Linked DNA regions of Anser cygnoides: region 2 is linked to region 1. The links are chromatin contacts, called in public Hi-C maps. All regions are on one chromosome and are shown on one strand. The core of a region is the stretch at or near the end of the contact, and the rest is flanking DNA. Distances in the headings are between cores, read along the strand shown.

Region 1 (3,545 bases), core at 22-2,521:
AGCCCCATTGAGATAGATGCTGCTAATGAAGGTCTGCTTTGCCGGGGTGTGGGCCAGGGGAGCAGCACAAAAACTGAAAGGAGGGAGCTGTACAGGACAGTGCTGCCCAGCTCCATCCCTCCTCCAATAGCCCTGTGCTACAAAATTCAAGCTTTGTCCTCAAAGCTGCCCCATGTCCTGCTCGGTGGTGAACCCCCAGAGCTGTTCAGCTGACATGACAGCTCCATTCACAGCCCAGTGTTTTAAATGAGCTACCAAGCTCAGCAATACACGGTTTTCTCAGCAAGTCAAACATGCTCTCCAGGTGAAGCCACTCAAAACAAGAGCTGCCTTCCACCTGGGTTAAATACCAGCTAGTGCTTTGGCTAGCAGCAGGGAGAGAGCATGCACATGTTCAGACCTATTAAACCCACCATTAACACCTCACCCTAGATTTACCGTACAATTTTACCTGATATAAATTATTGCTGGACTGACACTATCCTAAGTGGAAGATTTACAGGAAAAAATGAAGAACCCACCTCTGCTGTCTTCTCATCACACCCTCCCACCCAGCCCAATATTTCTAACAACATTAAGTCCACCTCCCTGTTTGGATTGATTTTATTCTGCAGGAGGCTGGAAGGAGAGGCACAACCCTGATTTTGGTGGGAAAAGCCTAAATTAACAAACATTATGCTCTCCCCCACTGAGGGCACTTGTGACAGCATCCTGGGGAGTCCATCTCTATAGGAGATGCACAGCTTGCTTGCTATAGCCCCAGCATCCAAAAAGAAAGCTCAGCACAGCTCAAAAAGGGCAGAGCAGTGGGCACAAGTAAGAACTAAGTTCTGTCATTGGTTAAAATACACGGCACATCCACTAAAGGAATTATTCCCATCCTCAATTGTATTGCAAGGTGAAATTAGGTGAGTGTGATGCACTTTCTCATAGTCCCATACCCAGGAGGTTGCAAGGGAAGGACTTGTGCTGCAGAATCAGCAGCTCCCCAAAACCTCAGCAGCCCACATAGCAAAAAGTCTGCTATAAAATCTTGTAGAGAGGATTTGCATGCGTACTCTGACTGTGAGCTCTGCAAGCAAACAAGCAGGGGATGCCCTGTACTGCTGCAGCAACTACAGGAATAGATCCCGTGTTTTCCTGCAGGGGAAGCCCCAGCAGCCCAGCCTTCACCCCAAATGTGACAGTCACCTGGCACCTCACAGACAGCTGGGCCAGCAGCCCGGTCACTGCACTGCTGGGCTCACTGCTGGTTTCCTTGTGCAGGAGCCCCCCTGCTGACAGCCGGCTGTAGTGCTTGCAGCAGCTACCTGCAGTCAACCACAAGTTATTGCAAAACCAGGTTTTAGACTGAGTGCTGGGGCAGCCACCTAACTCCAAGAGAAATTCTGCTTGAGCTGATGGAGAACTGGAGCATAGATTGGTGAGCAGGAGGTAGAAGAAAGCCTGAGTTCACCTGCAGAGGCGATGGGACAGCAGCCACAGGAGGCTCAGACGCGGAGATGTCCTGCAGGAATGGCCCAAAGGAATCACTGCACACTTGTGTCAATGCCACCACAAGGACCAGCTGCGTGGCTGTGCTTATGGGGAAGCCTGGTCCTGAATGTCTCTTCAGGCAAAGTTACTTCATCATTACGAACAACTTTCCCTAATCTGCCCAAAATTCACCCCCCCCCCATGTGGAGTCTGAGCAGTGATGCTTGAGTTTGTGCACATTTAAATCTCAGTCCTTTTCCATGTGTTATGTGGGGATGCAAGAGGTGAAATTGCATCTGCTTCTTGATTATCTACACAATATTGAGCATTTCACCTGAAACATTTTTGCTTTAATTAATTTAAATGCAATCCAGCCGTCCTGCGATTTCATATGTAATCCTGGGATTTAGTAACAGCAAGTGCAGTAACAGCTGAATGATGAAAAAGACTGCAAGATTAAAAACTTACCATAAAATTAGCCTACTTCACATAGTAAATAGCTTTTCAATTTGACAAGGGATAACCATTTTATGGAAAATGTGTATTAAAAAATAATCCTGTTACATTCTCCAACATTTGCCAGTCTTAACTCACACGCAGCAATAATAACCAGATCAGGCTCAGTTTTCTGTACGTCCGCATGTATTTACAGCATTATCAGGAGTAACTGTAATAGCTACATCAATAGGAGATGCAATTTCCAGAAGCGGTAATCGAAACAGCAAAGTCATTGTTAAGCCTTGAATGTGTTTTGCTTGAAGCTGTTAGAGAATCCAATACACAATTAATATTTTGATTCCTTCTAGGAGGGAATTACATTTCACTCCTCCTTATAGCTGGGGCTGCATTTAAGTGGCATCGCAGAAACTTACGGCCAGAACAGACACTTGCAAATGGGAACACTTGGCCCTGCTAACATTTCTGTTGTGAAATGCTCATTTCCAATACACTCCCTGCCTAAACACAGTGCTGCTTCTGAAGTTCATCTAATGAAAGCTCATTGCTCCACGGCTTCCCTGCCAAGTCCCTGCTCCCTTCTGCTCCACTGAACTTTAACTTTTGAAGCACAGAAGTGTACTTTTTTTTGGTGGGGGTGAAACATTTTAGCATCACCCTGAAAATCAATTCATGGCAGAGAAATCTTTTAATTAAATACAAGGGAGAGAGGTATACGAATCTGGCTGTCAGCACACTTTGCTACTTACAGAACCAAGATAAAACCAGAGCAGGTGGCAACCAGAGACTGCTATTCATTTGTGTCCTGAACTGGGAAAACACATTTCAGTGTCTCGCAGAACAGTGATTCGAGGTGGGAGGATGGAGATTTGTTCTGAAGCACTGACACAAACACTTATTGAAAGCTCCTGGATCACATCAAAACAAAATTATTACGTAAAGCAGTGCAAAGGAAGTGAGAAAGTCACCGCAAGAAGTACAGCCGAAGCCCAGTGCTTCATCCTGATTTTGAATCACAAGGATTTTGCCAGTTTAGTGGCTCAGGGATAAAATTCTGACAAAAATATTTAAGTTACCCAGGAGGATAGGACGAAATTCCCTTTGCCATTAATCAATGACTGCTGAAACAATGTGGCTACAGTTATCAGAGAAGGCCAGCAAAATTTAAAATAAAACAGTGTGTAAGTGGTCAAACAGGCACCAAATGGCATTTTGAAATGAAGAGATGGGCCCCCAGCTTCTCACAAAAGCCTGGGCACTGGCAAACTATGCACCAACCTTCAGGGCATCAGATTCAAACCAGGGATTAGCGTCACTCCTCTGCTCTTGCAAAATCTCCTGGGGCTCTACACGAGCAGCACCTGCAGACCCATGGGTTTGGAGGTTTACTTTCTCAGGGAACATATCCCGGACATGCATGCACAGCAAGAACTGGTTTGCCCCAAAATTTGGCCATCTACAGAAATTCGTGCAGGCACCCTCCTCTGGGGCCCAGCAGCTCAGCCTCAAAGTGACTGATTTAACAGTTTTAGTTACCTGCCAACTTATTTGCATAGCATTAACTGGCTCAGTTACCTGACGATTCATTTGCTAGATTCACATTAGGATGAGGT
Region 2 (3,270 bases), core at 488-2,987, 260 kb before region 1:
GGAAATTCCTCGCGCAGCCTGCTGGGCTGGCTGGGGCTCGTGTGCCCGTGCCACGGGTGTTTTGTGCCCCCGCAGGGCGATGATGCCCGACAGAGAGCAAAGCGCCCCGAGATAAGGCTGGGCTGAGTAATTCACCAAGCAAAAGCCCGCAAGATGGAGCTCGGCTCCAAAGGCATCAGAAAGTTTGTCTGACGGAGGCAGGGGAAAGTGGAACGCTTTATCCGACTCCCACACTCCCAACGCAAGACTGCACCATGAGCAAGAAGCATTAGAGCGAACAAACACAAATGAGAAAGTACAAGGAAAAAGTGCACACAAAGGAGTCATTAAGCCATTGCATGGCTAAAACTGAAAAACACAAACCCACACAAAAATTCCCCATCTGCTAACAGAAATGGGAAACAGAGGGTTTGGGGACTTCTAATATCAGGACACTTCAGAAGTGGTGACTTTTCTTTTATTTGTTTAAGGCTGTTACCTCAAGTATCCCCTCATTTTCCAGCTTTCTGCTTGGAGTCCAGCCCAAGGCTTGGCTCTCCCAGTAGTTATTTCAGAGATGTTTTAATTCGCCTCTATTGCTCCTGGGCTTAATTTAGGCTCTCTGCCGTCAGGGTTTTTTTTTGCTGGGGTAAGTACTGACTCATGCCATCTTCCTTAGTGCAGCTTCGGGGAACAGCTGATGTTAACCAAGAGGCAGAAGACACAAGCTGGGACCACGGTGGTTGGGCTGGGTGGCAGAATTCTCCACCATGAGGACACAAGGCTCACGAAGGTTCCTCACCCAGGAGCCCCGACCCTCACAAGGTGGAGATGAGCCCTCCTGAAGCACTTTCCATGGCACTCTCCCCTTTTACCAACTGAATGTGCCACCTGTGAGATTTGGGAACACCATTCCCACTCCCTCCTGGGTCAGACGGCGGCTACAGATGCTTCAGGGAGCAAATGGCTCAGCAAAAAGATGAGAATGGGTCAGAAAAAAAATGTCCCCAGCCTCAGGTTTAGGATGCTCATGAGTGCGAGGTGCTGGGTGGAAGGAGGCAGCTCAGCAATCATGGCCCCAAAATTCTGGCTAGATCTGAGCCCATGACCATGGGGAAAGGGGGAAGCAGTGGTTTCTCCTGCTCTGGTTTGCCTGTTGAACATCCTGTATGTTCATCACAAAACAGAACTGGAAGGGGAATGCCCAGAGGCACTTCAAGATTTAGGAAGCAGCCCATGAGCAGCATCTTCAGTACACTCCCTTTGAGGATCTAAGCTGGGATCTCAAGCTCACAAGTTTAGCTTGTAATGGAGAGCAGGATCCAGGCATGTCACTAGCTCACCCCTCTCCTCCACGCTCACATTTCCTGACGGTCCTGGGGGAAGTGATTTGGCTGCTGGCAAAAGCAGCCTGTCCTTGGTGAGATCCGTGTGGGCTCAAGAGAGCCACAGCGTGCTGGAGGAGGCCAAACCCCCACAGAGAAAAGCAGCTGCAAGTTAACATCCACAGGAGCATCTCTTAATGAGCTTTTACTAGGACCATGCCCTGGCCCTAAGTACTGCAGCAAGCAAGGCAGCAACCTCAGAAAAGGAGGTGAAGAGAACAGAAAAATTAGACCTTAAATATTTTTTTCCTTGGTGGCTCAGAAGAGGAAAATTGCAGAAAACCGGCGATTTGAAGGGGAAAACCAGCAGCAGGTGTGGGTGCGAGGGCTAGGTGGCAGCAGCAGCTCATGGGACCGCCTGCCTCGGCTCCCTGCTCTCACCGGCTCCTGGGCAGCCCCAGCACAGGGAGGGGACTTGGTGCTGCCAGCAGCTACGCCGACCTGCTCTGGCTCCTTACCCCTCCAGCTTTGTTGGTGGTGGGGAGGGAGGAGGAGGGCAGGGGGCACCAGGAGGGCTGGTACCCAAAAAGTGCCCTGGGAGAGGCTGGGCGCTTCCCGCTGCTTTTTTGGGGGGGTGATGCCAGAAGGCCTGCAGCAAGGCAGAGCACATCTCCACAGGCCCGGCTCCCCAGCACCATCCCCAGAAATGCCCAGCGGCACAGAAAAAGCACCCTCTGCTATCCCCTGTGCTCCCCAAACCCCCCGTGAGCCTGCTGTGCCTCCTGGGGCTGGGGCTCCTGTGCCTGCGCAGCAAGTGGGAAGGCATTAAAAAGCCTCCTCGGCCCCGCTATTTCTGACCCAGAGTTTTAAGTGCTAAATTGCTAGTGCATAGTGAGATGTTTTGTCCTGAGAAATGGCAGCTTGTTCGCCTTTGGGAGAGCCGGGAGCAGCCAAGGCAGCGCTGGGCTGAAGAGAAACGAGCCCTCACACCACCAACTGCATTCAGCGCCCTCAGGCCGAAGGCCCCGGCCTGGTGCAAAAATTCCCCAACCTGTGGCACCCGAAGGGTCAGACAGGCTGATCGAAATGTTCCCTGCCAGTGTGAAGAAGCTGTGAAGCTATTTGGCACAGGCCTGACACGACACCAGCCGTGGGTACCAGCTGCTGAGGCCTGGAGGCTCAGGGCCCGGGACACTGCCGTGGGGGCAGGCCGGGCAGCCCTGGCTCTGCCCCAGCAGCTGAAGGAGGTTCCGGAGGCCACTGCAGCCCTGTGTGATGCTTGGTTCACAATTTAATAACATCCTAAACCCAAAGGCTCCCCCAAAGCCCAAGCATGGTATAGATTGTAGGGGGCCTACAGGAATGCTGGGGAGGGACTCTGTCAGGGAGGGTAGTGATAGGACAAGGGGTGATGGCTTTAAACTACAAGAGGGTAGGTTTAGATTAGATATGAGGAAGAAATTCTTCACTCAGAGGGTGGTGAGGCACTGGCACAGGTTGCCCAGAGAAGCTGTGTATTCCTGGAAGTGCTCAAGGCGAAGTTGGGTGGCCTATGGTTCTGTGACCGAGAATTTAGCTGATATTTTCAGACCTACCCAAGGTGATCCCAACATCACGCTTATTTGGACCTCTTTGCTGTTTACGAACAGTTAGGGCTATTTTTTCACTGTCCAGTCAGCAGCACCAAGCTTTCCACCAGCTCTGGCTATCCCAGACAATTCTGTATCACTGGAAAACTTTGTCTCACTGCACCTCTCCATCCCTTTCCAGATCATTTAACGATGCCTTACTGCAAAGACCGCTAATAGATTCATGAGGCAAGACCTTCATTTGTAAAAGCCCATTTTGTCTCTTCCCTAATAAATCACATTTATCCCAGGATCTTCAACGTCTGCACTTTGCTGTACTTTCTACCAGTTGTTTTTTTTTTTCTGGTTCAGACATCAAGCTTACTGCTCTGGAGTTT

What was found. A called contact is a pair of places that touch in the nucleus more often than the background predicts.
Region 2: a Hi-C map of granulosa cells shows a contact between it and region 1, with 4 times the contacts expected there. The contact joins two enhancer-like sites. A contact is called at or near these places in 3 of 7 Hi-C or Micro-C datasets (granulosa cells and liver).

Annotation. Positions count from the first base shown.
Region 1 is chr3:106,933,182-106,936,726 of Taihu_goose_T2T_genome, reverse strand. No RefSeq gene overlaps it. Among named protein-coding and RNA genes, the nearest start is that of RRM2, 11 kb to the right of the region's middle. Within about 2 kb of position 1,271, at least 2 of the 3 cell types and tissues checked have open chromatin away from gene starts, as enhancers often do.
Region 2 is chr3:107,194,163-107,197,432 of Taihu_goose_T2T_genome, reverse strand. No RefSeq gene overlaps it. Among named protein-coding and RNA genes, the nearest start is that of ODC1, 15 kb to the left of the region's middle. Within about 2 kb of position 1,737, at least 1 of the 3 cell types and tissues checked has open chromatin away from gene starts, as enhancers often do.